Regions from separate parts of the Sus scrofa genome. Here region 1 is linked to region 2. Evidence: chromatin contacts called from public HiChIP or PLAC-seq data. All regions are on one chromosome and are shown on one strand. Each heading gives the region's core, a stretch centred on a gene start, on an enhancer-like site or on the middle of the called end of the contact. The rest is flanking DNA. Distances are from core to core; before and after follow the strand shown. Region 1 has its middle 66 kb from the start of SYN3. Region 2 has its middle 98 kb from the start of RBFOX2.

Region 1 (6,468 bases), core at 3,900-6,399, 43 kb before region 2:
GCCAGCCAGCCGGCGCGTAGCCTGGCCCGGGGTCTTCTCCCATCTTTATATTCATGGCACCGACCAGGAACGGCTTTCTGAGTTATGACAAGGTACATAAGCCATGGTCTTTGCCCTCAAGGGACTCAAAACCGAGTGGAGGAAACACCCCTGGGGGGTTCAGAGCACAGCAAAGGGATGAACAAAGAGCAACGGGGGTGAGAAGGCAGCTCAAGGTCCACGTGGAGAAGACCTGTTGGCAGAGATCACGACCGGGCCGGACCTTAATGTGTGAGAATCTCCTAAGCAAAGTAACGAACCACGGGTGCGAGCCCAGGGGATGCAGAGGACGTGAGGAGAAAGGGACGCTAGAGCGGTCCTCCCGCAGCAGAACCAGGGTAGGGGACTTAGAGTGGACAGCTCTGTTCCACAGACACTCGTGCACACCTGGACCGGGCTCTGTGCTGCGCCCCAGGGAGAGCAGGGTGAATACCTCGCTGTCCCTGAGCTTTAGGGGTGATGAGAGGGAGGGATGTGTAAACGGATAATGATGGCACCTTGTGATAAGGGCAGTGACAGAGGCAGTTCAGCACAGGCTTAAAGGCTTTGGAATCACACACCTGGATTTGAGGCTTGGCTCCACCATGTATTACGTTTGGGATCCAGGGAAAGTATCGGCCGGTCCCAGGGCTTTGATATTTGTATCTGTAAAATGGGAACTTTGTAAATAATTACTTATCTCAAGTGTCATCGTGAGGACGAAAAGAGAGAGTGCCTGGACCGGACTCAGTGTAGTGCCTGGCACACAGTAATTGCTCAATCGAGCAATAAAGGAATTCCATCAAGGGACGTGTCGTAGAGAAGGTGACGTCTATGTAGGGACTTGAAGGAGCAATACGGGTTGGCTAAGAGCAAAGTGAGGAAAGGATATTCCTGGCACAAGGACCAAAACATTCAAGGATGTAGAAGTTGGTGTGTTAGGACTAGGTTTGGTTGTGGGTGACAGAAAATCCAAAATAACATGGCTTTAGCAAGAGAATATCCATTTCTTTTTCATATAGAGGTCCAGAGGTAGGAGTTCCCTAGTGGCTGAGTAGGTTAAGGATCTAGCATTGTCACTGCTGTGGTGTGGCTTTGATCCCTAGTCTGGGAGCTTCCACATGTTGTGCTCACAGCCAAAAAAAGTCCAGGGATGGAGGTCCAGGACTGATAGGGCACACAACACATCAGGGACCCAGCCTCAGTCTACTTCATTGCTCTGCCATATTACACACACAGCCTCCACCTCCTGACCCAAGATGGCTGCCTGAGTCCAGCCATCACATCATCATTCCAACCAGCAGGAAGGCAAAAAGAATGAAGAAGCTTGTGCCCCCTACCTTTAGGGACACTTTCCAGAAGTTGTGCTCACTACTTCCCGCACATCATATGGCCACACCTCTCTGCAGGGAGGCAGGGAAATGTGGTGTATATTTCTCTATGGCCATATCCCCAGGTTAAAATTACTTCTGTTACTTAGGAAGAAGGAGGAAATGTACATTGGATGAAAACTAGAAATTTATGTCATTGGAGTTACAAAGCGCATGTAAAGATAAGGGCAGGTGCAAATATTTTGGTGTTTTTGTAGTGGAAAAGGTGAGGGAGGGGGTGATGGGGAAGCAGCCAGCGAAGCAGCCAGAGACCAACCCGCTCAGGAGGCGGTGGGGCATATGCTGTCCTAGAAACACCACCCTGGCTGCTGATGGGAATAACGTAATGGGGGAGGGGGTGTCGAGGCAGGAGATGTCTCTCCCCAACATTTTATTCTGAAAATTCTCATACATGCAGCAAAGTTGAAAACATTTTGGAATGAACATTGCATACCCACCCCCCAAATTCTACCACTGACGTCTTACTAAACCAGTTTTCTCTCCTTTCTCTCCGTCTCTCCATGCATCCAATATTTCTTATTTTTGTGGCATTTCAAAGGAAATTGCAGACCACCGTCCATCCACTTCCCCTTAACACTTCGGCATGGCTGTCATTAAGGAGAGTTCGATTTTGTCTGTGTTTTTTTTTCCTTTTGACGTAAAATGTATAGAAATGCACCCGTCTCAAGGGGACTCTGGTTGAATTTTGATAAATTCATACACCCGTGTAACCCAAACTCCTATCAGAATTACCATCACCCCCCAAAACTTCCCGAATGCTCCTTGCAGGTCCGTCTCCAGCTTCATCACCTCCTCTAGGGAAGCTCTGTCCTGATGACTGGGTTTTTATAAACCACAGAAGGGAGATCTTGAAGAGCCCGCTGTGGAGCCCACGTCTGGGGCGGGGAGAGTCAGGGAGGAGGGGAAAGGAGGAGGGGGGGGGTCTCTGCAGGGGAGGGGAGGAAGAGCCCGGGTCGGGGTGGGGCGGGGGTGGGAGCTGGGAGCCCGCGCGGGTAGGTGGAGCTGAGGTTCTGGCGACGTGGCTGGACAGCTGGTGGCGCTATGTACTAAGGAGGTCAGGGTACCCGGGAGGAGGGGGTAGAGAATGAGTCTCCATTGGGACAGCGGCTTCTGGAGCGTCCGTGGGTCATCTGTCCAGCAAGCGTAGGGATACACAAGCATCCCCGAGGCTTGCACTGTCGAGGTGGCATCCGAGAAGTGGTGGCCGTGTTTCTCCAGCGTTTGCACCCTTCCCCGGCCCAGCATCCCCAAGGCCACACCCCTGCTTTCCCCAAGGCAGCCAAGGGCGTGGAGAAGGCACAGAGGGGGTTACTTCCGGTTGGCGGACCCTCGCAGGGGAAGAAGGAAGGCAGGGCCCCCCTGGGCGGTCCCACCTCACCCCTGCTGCTTTTGTCTCTCTCCAGCATCTTGCAGCAGTGTCCCCTACCCTCTCCGCCCACTCCTTTCCAAATTCCTCTTCCCCTCCTTTTAAAAACAACCAAAGCCCAGGTCTTAGCTACTGAAATCTCTTCCAGGAAGGAGGCCATGGGGTCTGCTTCCCGGGACAGGGCAGTGGAAGCCTGGAAATAAAGTGAACGATCCACCCACAGTCCCAGGCTGCAGCGGCCCCCTCCCCCAGTCTTTCAAATATTAAACACAACTCACCCCAGCAAAGAGTAATTTCTTTCTTAAAAAACCCTTTGGGGAGTTCCCGTTGTGGTGCAGGGGAAAGGAATCTGACTCGTATCCAGGAAGATGCAGGTTTGATCACTCAGCAGGTTAAAGGGTCAGGTGTTGCTGTGAGCTGTGGTGTAGACACATAGCTCACAGATGCAGCTCAGATCCCACATTGCTGTAGTTGTGGTGTAGGCCAGCAGCTACAGCTCCAATTCCACCCCTAGCCTGGGACCTTCCATATGCCACAGGTGCAGCCCTAAAAAGCAAGCAAGCAAACAAACAAACCCTTTGGGAAACAGGAGATATTCTTGTTCTTTCCTTGAGCGTGACTTGGACTTATTCCTTGAGAATTAATGCCCTGATCCCGTTAAGAGATGCCTTGCCCTCACAACCACCCCCTCCTGGAGCTGCAGCACAGAACACCCTGGATTTATCTAGCCATTTGGAGCTTTGTCCCAAGCGCTCAGTTTGCCCCATCAAACAGAGGGCCAGGGCTGAGCTGTCAGTGTCGTGGAAGTAGCAGAGAGCCCCAGAGGGGAGCAGAGAAGAGAAGGACCCCAAGGAACACCCCCAACATTTAAGATTGGGAAGGGAAGAGGAGCTGGAGAAGGAGTCTTCCAAGGGTGATGGGGGCCCTGAGAGATTATGGAGAGGGGAGTGACAGGGTCAGGTCTGCCTATGGAGGATGGGATGGGAGAGAAGCCAGGTGGGAAGTGAAGACAAATGTTCAAGACTTCTTATGCACCAGGCCTGGGTGAGGGCTGAACCACAAATATGGGTACATTTGTATATTACAGCACTAGCTGCTGTAACAAACAGCCCCCAACTCTCGGTGGCTTACTAGATCTTTTTTTTTTTTTTTTTTTTTTGTCTTTTTATGGCCACACCACTGCATATCGATGTGTCCAGGCTAGGGGTTGAGTTGGAGTTGGAGCTGTAGCCCCTGGCCAATGCCATAGCCACAGCAACACCAGATCTGAGCCACGTCTAGAACCTACACCATAGCTCATGGCAATGCCATATCCTTAACCTACTAAGTGAGGCCAGGGATTGAACCCGTGTCCTCAAGGAAACTAGTCAGATTCCTTTCTGCTGAGCCATGATGGGCACTCCCTTATTAGGTCTTCATGGTGGCTGCATGGGTCTAGTTCTCCTTCACCTCACTATCCAGTACAAGTTGGGGGGAGGACTCTGCTCCACACAGTGATTCAGGGACCCAGCCTCCATCTCCAAGGACTTCAGAGACCACTGATCCCTCCATATCCAGCAAGTAAACAGCAGAAGACTGTATCTGAGAGGGAGACTCATCCTTTCCAGCCATATCCCATAGCCAGGTCACCGCCACGAGGCGGGAATGAAATCTCCATAGACCTGGGGGAAGTGAAGTGGGCTTGGGGGACACACAGTATTGTGTCGGCCACACTCATGGCCCGAGGTGATAAAATGGTTTATAATTTAGTGGAGAGATGAGGAAGAGGAACTGGGAATGAAATATTCCTATAAGTCATGCTGTAATACCTGCCAGATCCAGAGATGCTCTGGATTTGTTAAAGTTGTTTGGATCACCCTCCTCCAGGTAAGATTTATGACCACTGATAAAATACTTGGGTGATGGGGAGAGGGGCAGGGGCGAGGGCTAGCACCCTCTGTGATGATGAGAAAGGCAGGGAGTTCCCTTGTGGTGCAGTGGGTTAAGGACCCAGCCTTGTCACTGCAGCAGCTCGGGTCACTGCTGTGGTGCCAGTTTGATGATCCCTGGCCCAGGAACTTCTGCATGCCAAGGAAGAAGCCAAAAAGAAAAGAAAAAAGAAAAGGCGACATCTGAATAGAGAGCTGGAGGGTGGTCAGAGAGAGAGGGAAGCAGGAATGCTTGTGAATAGTCAGGAAACCCTGAGAAGATCCGTTTAGCCGGGTCAGAAATTCTGTGCAAGGGATTGGTCATGGTTGTGGTTGGAATGTGGGCTTGGAGCTTGGATCGGGAATGACTTTGAACTTGAAGAATTTTGGCCGCGCTTCAGCAGGCCCTGTGGTTGTGGCTTGGGGCGCGGTGGGTGGGGTGGGGGAGGGGTGCTCCGCCGTCCCCGATGAATCAGCAGGGTCAGTTAAAATTAGTCACCATAGCCCAGCCCAGAGAAGCCAAGGCAAACAGTTGTGCCGGCTCGTGGGGCAGCCAGGGTTTGCTTCTCTGGGGAGTCTTAGGGTTGGGGGAGCTCCGAGTTAGAGCAGGTGCTCCGTCCTGTCCCAGAACCACTTGGGCTGTTGGGGCGGCACCTCTGGGTCTCTGACTTTGGTAGTAGGAGCCGGTGGGCGCAGTTTGGTCCCACTCCCGGGTCGGCCTCTCTCGGACCACCTTGGCCTGGAGTGGTTTTCCCTTCATCGTGCCAGTCTCTCCTTCACAGAGGCCTGCCTCACCAACAAGACCAGCTTCTAGACTCGCTTGGTCGGCCTATGTAGCAAGATTCACAGTTGTAGCTGTAAACTGCATAATGGTCGGAAAAAAATGTTTTTTGTCTTTTAGGGCCGCACCCTCGGCATATGGAGGTTCCCAGGCTGGGGGTCGAATCAGCGGTGTGGCCGCCCGCCTACATCACAGCCACAGCAATGCTAGAGCCGAGGCGCGTCTGTGACCTACACCACAGCTCATGGCAACGCTGGATCCTTAACCCACTGAGCGACGCCAGGGATCAAACCTGCATCCTCATGGATGTTAGCCAAATTCATTTCTGCTGCACCATGATGGGAACTCCCTGTAAAATTATTAAATAATATATTTTTCAGCTGGTCCTATCCAGGGGCACATCTCCTGTCTCCTCTCTCCTCCCTTGTACCTGGGTACCATCCTGGAGAGGAGAAAGCACAGCGGTAAGGGCAAAGTGTGTGTGTGTGTGTGTGTGTGTGTGTGTAACCAGAGGTACAAGCACGAGAAAATATTGCGATCCCATTAATTGGCTCATCTAAGTTGCCCCCCCACACAGAGCAGGGGGCTTACAAGCAAGAGGTAATATAGCACAGGCGTCAAGGAAATAGATTCTGTTCCCATTGTGGCTCAGCGGGTTAAGCATCCGACTGGTATCCACCTGGCCTCGCTCAGTGGGTTAAGGATCCAGCATTGCTGAAAGCTGTGGCGTCGGTCATGGATGCAGCTTGGATCTGGCCGTGCTGTGGCTGTGGCATAGGCTGGCAGCTGTTCTGATATGACTGCTAGCCCAGGAACTTCCATATGCCACAGGTGTGGCCCTAAAAAAGAGGGGGCGGAGATAGATGCTGGAGTCAGACTACTGAGTTTGAACTCTGGTCTCATTGCTTGCTTGCTGGGTGACTTCAGGCAAGTTACTTAACCTCTCTGTGGCTCAGTTTCTTCATCCGCTACATGGTACTCGTAACAGTACCTACCTCCTCGGGT
Region 2 (6,968 bases), core at 3,478-5,977:
GGGCGTGTTTCTTGCCCCCTTGGCTGAAGGCAGAGAGATTTTTCCTTTCTCAGGAGAATATTGTCCTTAACCAGGAGAGGGAGCAGACTAGAGGCTTCTGGGAGGCTGCAGACCTAGGTTCTTACCCTAATGCCATCACTAACTGGCTTGTAATCTAGGAAAAGTCACCTCACCGCCTCCCAGGACCAGCTTTTTCCTCTTGAAAGAGGGGTTGACTCAGTGATGGTGCAAATGTGGCAGATAATCCCTTGGCTTCTGTGTTGGGCCTGCACCCAGCGTCGCATCCATTGCAACATTCTTGAGCAGCATCTTTGACCATCAGCACAGCTCACGGCAACACTGGATCCTTAACTCTCTGAGCAAGGCCAGGGATCGAACCTGCATCCTCATGGATACTAGTCAGGTTCATTAACCACTGAGCCACAAAGGAACTCCGTTCATTCAACAGGCCTGTGACGGGCTCAGGGTTTACGAACACATTCCCCAACTTGTCTGCCGTGTCAGAATCACCTGGCAGCTTCCAAAATACTCATGAGTGGGTTCATCCTACCTCCAGCAATAAGAATTTCATTGATCTGGGACATGACCCTGATTTGGGGGCGTTTTCAAGGATTTGCGATTGAGCCCTTGAGTTTGGGGACAAGTGCATTAAGGCGTGAGGTGCTTTCTTCGGCCTCCACTGCACAATATACTGTTACATGTTGTAGCATAATAACCGGGCACAGATTTGGGGGGGGAACTGTGAGATCCCGGATCCACCTGCCACAGGGCCTTGGCTGCCTCTTCCCTTGACTGTCACGGACCCTTTGGCAGATGAGTCCTGTATCTCCTGTATTTTCGTGGGAAAGATAGTGGCGCTGGGGCCCAGCAGGGGAATGGACCCCAGATAAGCCCTTTAACAAGGAGGAGGGGTAAATGGTAGGGATGGGGGGCTTCCACCTTCTCCCGAGTCAGGGGGCCCCTGGTGGTGAGAAGCCAGTACCTCTGGATTCTGTTCCCACCCATAGAGTCCTAGGCCTGGGCCTCTGCCCGTCACCTCACGGAGCCCTCTCTGCCTGTGGCCCAGGCACATTTCCAGCCAGAGGGACCATTCAAAATTATCCGATGCCCACATATCAATGGAGCCCCTCTATGCTGGGCATCGTGCCAGGCCCAGCTGTCACCTGAACAAACAGGAAAGGGGTGTGGGATGGGAACGCACAACCTCACCCAGCCCTGGAATGACTGGGCGCTCAGGCGAACCTTCTGGGAGGTTCCGGGTTCAGCTACAGATGATGCTACGGCGGCGAGTACCCCACTTCCTTCTGGGCCAAGCTGTCTCCAGGGAACCTTCCACTTGCAAAGATGCTCCCAACAGCGATGGCACTGGGAGACCTGCCGTGGTTGCTGCTCACCTCTGGGGATGCCAGAAAGAGGTGGCATGGAAGGCGAGTTTGCCAGAGACCAGATTCTCTGTGTGTACAGATGGGGCTGGAGAGCAGGGCGACCTCCCCATTCATGTGAACTTAAACGGGTGTCAGGACACATGCGAACACAACCGTACATAACTGCACAGGACATTCATAATTTTAAAAGCCCCTTTATCGCATTTAAAAATTTTTATTTATTTTTACACAGTCGTATCTGTGGCATATGGCACTTCCCGGGCTAGGGGTCTAATCAGAGCTGCAGCTGCCTATGGCAACACCAGATCCAAGCCACACCAGAGACCTACACCAGAGACCTTGCAGCAACAATGGATCCTTAACCCACTGAGTGAAGCCAGGGAGCGAGCCCTCCTCTTCTCAGAGACATCGGGTCCTTAACCCACTGTGTCATACCGGGAACTCGAAGAAGCCCCTTATTTTAAAACAAACTATGCCTTGAGATGTTACTTCTCACCGGCTCCATGCTCCCATCCCTCATCCAATGGGATCTTCATCACGGAACCTGCAGCCCAAGCTGAGCTCTGACCTACATCCCCAGTGTCCTGCAAGGAAAAGCCAATGATTTGAGAAGAGCCATGACTCAGTTATGCCTTTATGGCGACAGAATTTACACTTGTGAAAAACTGGACTCTGTTGACGTGTTTCAATGCTAGGAGACCCGTTAAACACACACTATTCACCCACTCGAGGGAACATTGTGTAGCGATCAAGTGACGTTCACGAGAGTCAATAACTGCTTCACATGGAAAATGTTTATTTTATCAAGTTAGGGGAAGGCAGCAGGATGAAACTTGTACATATATCTTCTCACTTAAAACCTGACGGGGAGAAGCGCATGCCCCACACCTGGGAAGAGAAAAACCCAAACCAGAAAACCCTGCAAGGAAGCAGCGCAAGGTTCCACGGTAGTGATGGCGAGTTAGAGCTAATTTTGGTTACTTTCCCCCTTTCTTTGCGACCTTTCTGTATTTTTCAAGTTTTCTGAGATGTGAAATACTGTTTTATGAAGCGGAAAGAGGAGCTAATAGTTATGTTCAAATTAAAGAATTTTTTAAAAAGAGGACCAGTTCATGGTCTGCTGAGCTTAGCTTCTTCAGTCATTTGAATGGACGCGGTCTCACCTGCACTTTGCTGGAGGTCACAGGTGGTAGGGGGCAGTGAGTGTATCTTCAGGGGAGGCCGCTGGCATGATATCAGCAAGGGCTGAAAACCAAGATGCCTCGTCTTTTGGGTTTCTGGACCTAATTCCAAGGGGTGTGTGTGTCTGTGCACAGGTGTGCAGGATTTCCCACACCGACAGGCAATTCTGTGACACCAACAGGGAGCTCGGGGGTTGCCGAGCTGTCCTAGAGTCAGGAGAGCTTTTTTTTTTTTTTTTTTCTTCTTCCCTTTTTTTGGCCGCAGGGCCCTGCAGCAAATGGAGTTTTGAATTCTTGGCCAGGGATCAGATCCAAGCTGCTGCAGTAACGTGGGATCCTTTAACTCACTTGCCGGGTCAGGGATTGAACCTGCATCCTGACGCTGCAGAAGTGATGCCACCGATCCCTCTGTGCCACAGGGGGATCTTGCTATTATTTTTATTATTATTTTTCTACTTTAGGGCCACACTGGAGGTATGTGGAGGTTCCCAGGGTAGGGGTCGAATTGGAGCTACAGCTGCTGGCTTACTCCACAGCCACAGCAACTCAGGGTCCAAGCCGAGCTGCGTCTTCGACCCACACCACAGCTCACAGCAACGCCAGATCCTTAACCCACTGAGCAAGGGCAGGGATTGAACCAGCATCCTCATGGATCCTAGTCGGGTTCATTAACTGCTGAGTCACAGAGGGACTATTATTTTTATTTTTTGGCCATGTTCCAGGTCTGTGGAAATTCCTGGGCCAGGGATCGAACCCAGGCCACAGCAGTGAAAACGCCTATGCGTCCTTAACCACTAGGCTACCAGAGAACTCCAGGGGTGCTGTTAGAATCCGGCGCTGGGCTCAGGAGAACCAGCCAATGCAAGAGCAAAAGGTGACCAAGAATCTGCACACGCCCAAGGCAAAGGGGGTGGGGCACCTTCTTTTGAGCAAGATTTTTCCCCCCATTTTCTTTCTTTATCCTTTAGTGTTTTAACATGGTTATTGTTAACTCTTGCCCCACTTTACCGATCGAGGGAAATGAAGAGTTGGATAGAAAGATGATGCCAACATATTGAATGTTAGGAGCCTGGGATGGCAGCTGGGCAGGCCTAGACTTTGCAGAGCTTTATGGACTCTGCCTTTAGTCTCAAGGCAGAATTGGCCTTTTCAGGGGACTGGAGGGAGCGAGTTCTACCTGGGGAACCCTTCTGAGGGAAGAGGTGGAGGAAGAAGACCCTATAAAAGGGGCTGGGGGGGCAGCTAGAGAGAGGACCAAATGCCAGCTCTCGGGTTTCTGCCTGGGAAGCCCTAGTAATACCAGCGCTCTGAAGGGAAGGGCACCACGGATGCTGGCACCCCAGTTCTGCCGCTGCCCACCCCTGTGAAAGGGCATCGCCTCTCTCCTCGGCTCCCTGCTCTTTCACGTGCAATAACACTGCTGGGTCTGGAATTCCATCGCTGCTTTTGCAGCTGTTGACTGCAGCTATTGCTGTTTCATGGACTCTGGGTCAGGGGCAAAGTCAGAGGAATTTATCACCCCGTCCATCACAGCGTGAGCATCAATCAATATGTGGGTGGAGGCGGGGGGAGGGGGGGACTGTGGATACCGAGGAATGGGTGCGGCACCCCGCATTCTGCGGCTGAGGGGCCCTGAGCCAGGCGCAGCCATGCTTCCAGAGCAGGTGGAATCTTTGTCCCAGGACACACCCCTCTTTCCTCAAGATTACGCGCTGTAAACACCACCCCCAGAAAAGTCCTGGGAAAGCGCAGTCTGGGCTTGGCTTGCCTGGTGCAGCCAGCAGGAAGCCTGGGCGCCGGGGACCCGCAAGAGGCCTCCCAGCACCTGCCACGGGGTTGCCAGGAAGATGAAGAGGGTGGGAGAGCACGGGGAGGGGCGCTCGGCATCCCCTGCATCACCAGGGGTGGCCATTCGGGGAGGGCGGGTATCACCCTGCATTATTTATGCTTGTACGTTGCAGACACTGGAGTGAACAAAACAAAGCAGCCGGCCTCCAGGCGCTTCCGATCTGGTGCAAGGAGACCCGTGGGGGATAAACTATCGGGGAGCGCGGTCCGCAGGACCTCAGAGCCCGAATAAGGACGGGGACCACTCCTTGCACAGGGCCGGACAGGATCCAGTTACTACTGCAGCGGGTGTGGAGAGCAGACCAGGCGGGGCTGCTGCGGCGGAAGGGACCAGGCCAGACCCGCCAGCTTTGGAGCGGGCAGCAGCGGAGGGACTCGCTCCCCTGGGCCTGTCGCCATCTGCGTCCCTTGGGAAGGTCCGGCGCCCGGGGAAGCGCCATCCGCTGTCACAGGGGGCAGCTTCAGGGGCCTGGAGGGAGAGGCCGGGCGGCCTCGGGGCGAAGAGCCGGGAACTGGCTGCTGAAACGCATTCCAGAAGTGTGTCACGAAGGGGAGGGCTGGGATCGTGCGAAATGATTTGCAGGTTTCGACGCCACAGGGACTAGAAGAAGGAGAACGCTCGCCTCCAGGAGGGAGGGACGTAGGGGCCAAGCTCCCGAGAAGGTGGGAAGGACGGCGGGTGCGCAGGTGTGGGGTCAGCTCCCGACGGAAGCCGCCTCTCCCGGCCGAACGGGAAGGACGGGGAGGGACGGGAGTGGGTTCCAGCAGGGGTCTAGGTCTGGTAGCAGAAGGGGGATGGGGACGGTCCACCCCTCCGCCCGGAACTAGGAAGAGAGGTGACTGCGTGCATTTGGGAGTCGGAGATTCAGGGGGAATTTCAGAGATTTGGGAATTACTGGCAGGGAAACGAACGCAGGAGGGGGTGGCTGAAGAAGCCCAAAGGCCCAGGAGCCTCGGTGGCAGTGGGAGCCGGGGCAGAGGTGACAGGGAGAGCGCCCCCTGGGGAGCGTGGCGGCGCGCCCGCCAGGAGCGGATGCAGGGGAAGCGGAGCTGCAGGTTTGAGAGGCAGCAGCGGGGAAGCAGCCCCTGCCAGGGCCGGAGCTCCCGGGCTGGAGGAGCCAAAGGGCGGGCGCCGAGGCCCCGGCCTTGGGCTGCGTTTCCCACCCCCTCACCTCTTCGGGGGAGCGGTGCCTTCGCCGCCTTTTTTCCATCTTACAAGTCAAATCCAAGTTCCATCTTTGAGCTGCAGGAGGAGGCAACGTCTCGTAGCACCAACACAAGCAGGCCAGAGAATGGTGTTTCTCTCTTTTATTTAAAAACAGTGCTTCATTACCATTTGCAAAGGCAGAGGCGGTGCTCCTCCTTCGCTTAGAGTTTATAAAAGCCAGCAACATGATCAATAATTTATACACATGGATAGTAATACAAAAAAATAAGGAATAAAAGCTAAAGCTCTAACTACTCCGACCTTCACAATTCCAGCTACTTGATAATAATAGGAATAACCCAATGAATACTGTATGGTCTGAAAGCTACTATACAATATGATTCTTAACAAGAAGGGGAGGGGAGTAGAGACTGTCACAAAGCCCTGGGTGCTTCTCTGGAGGCTGCAGGGAAACAGGACCCTGGGCAAGCAGCTCGGGTGTCCTAGGAAGTGATTCTGGGGGGGGGGTGAGGAGGGGAGGAAGGTGAGGTGGTTGATAACACAAGCATCCCATGTGATGCCCCGTGCCCCAAAGGTACCTGTTTTGCCATGGCAACGGGAGGGGGCCGGAGAAACTGCATGTGGCATGTAGGGATGGTTCCATCCCTGCCATGGGGGCGGGGATGGGGGGAAAAGTTGGGGGGGGGGTCGGTGGCATTTCTAGCCTTGCAAAGATCTGGGCTGAAAAGCTCAGAGACTCAGTAGGTCCGCCTGTCTGGGACAAGGAAACTCAACTGGCTCTCTGGGCACTTTGCAGCCCTGGCTTACGTGTGTCAGTCCCAGGTTTGCTCCAGCTATTCACAAGCAGAATTATAACACAAGAAAGAAACAATTCATATCCCTTAGGGGGGGCCAAAAAAAAAAAAAAAAGATCAATTCGTCACTCGATATATAATACAGCCAAAAATGAGCTGCCAAAACAAGCACACACACACACAAAAATACTGTGAACAGAAAAAATACAAGAAAATGACTAGGCTGGGGGTCTTGATGGGGTGTCGACATTGCTTAAAGCATGTATCAGTCCCCGGAAAAACCAAACCAAAAAATGTTTAAAAAATGCAAAAACTTCTGTACCCCCTGGGACTCTGGCGTTGGTAACGGGCAGGGGGCGGGGAGAGAAAAGAGAAGCCATGCTCCCTTTTCGCTGGCCAGGGAGCTGGGCCCTCCCGACACCGGCGGGTGTGTCCCTGCCAGGCGGGGACCCAGCGCCCCGGCCGGCAGTCTCCTTAAAGGCAGGGTTTGAGTTGTGGCTGCCGAGCGGTTCTCTCCGTTACCAGTCCCTGCCAACCAGCACTACCATGGCTGAATTGATCTACCGTTTTCCTGAGTGAACTGTAACTGGTT

Evidence for each region. HiChIP or PLAC-seq counts read pairs in DNA pulled down with a chosen protein or histone mark.
Region 1: an H3K27ac HiChIP or PLAC-seq map of skeletal muscle shows a contact between it and region 2, with 2.1 times the contacts expected there. The contact joins two enhancer-like sites. A contact is called at or near these places in 7 of 47 Hi-C or Micro-C datasets (embryonic fibroblasts, fetal skeletal muscle, fibroblasts and 3 more) and 1 of 2 datasets of contacts at active chromatin or transcription factors (skeletal muscle).

What each region holds. Positions count from the first base shown.
Region 1 is chr5:11,948,037-11,954,504 of Sscrofa11.1, reverse strand. No RefSeq gene overlaps it. Among named protein-coding and RNA genes, the nearest start is that of SYN3, 66 kb to the left of the region's middle. Within about 2 kb of position 5,149, at least 20 of the 83 cell types and tissues checked have an H3K27ac peak or open chromatin away from gene starts, as enhancers often do. A contact at or near this core is called in fetal skeletal muscle and skeletal muscle, where this site is marked.
Region 2 is chr5:11,904,065-11,911,032 of Sscrofa11.1, reverse strand. It overlaps a transcript of RBFOX2 not described here. Among named protein-coding and RNA genes, the nearest start is that of RBFOX2, 98 kb to the right of the region's middle. Within about 2 kb of position 4,727, at least 34 of the 83 cell types and tissues checked have an H3K27ac peak or open chromatin away from gene starts, as enhancers often do. A contact at or near this core is called in fetal skeletal muscle and skeletal muscle, where this site is marked.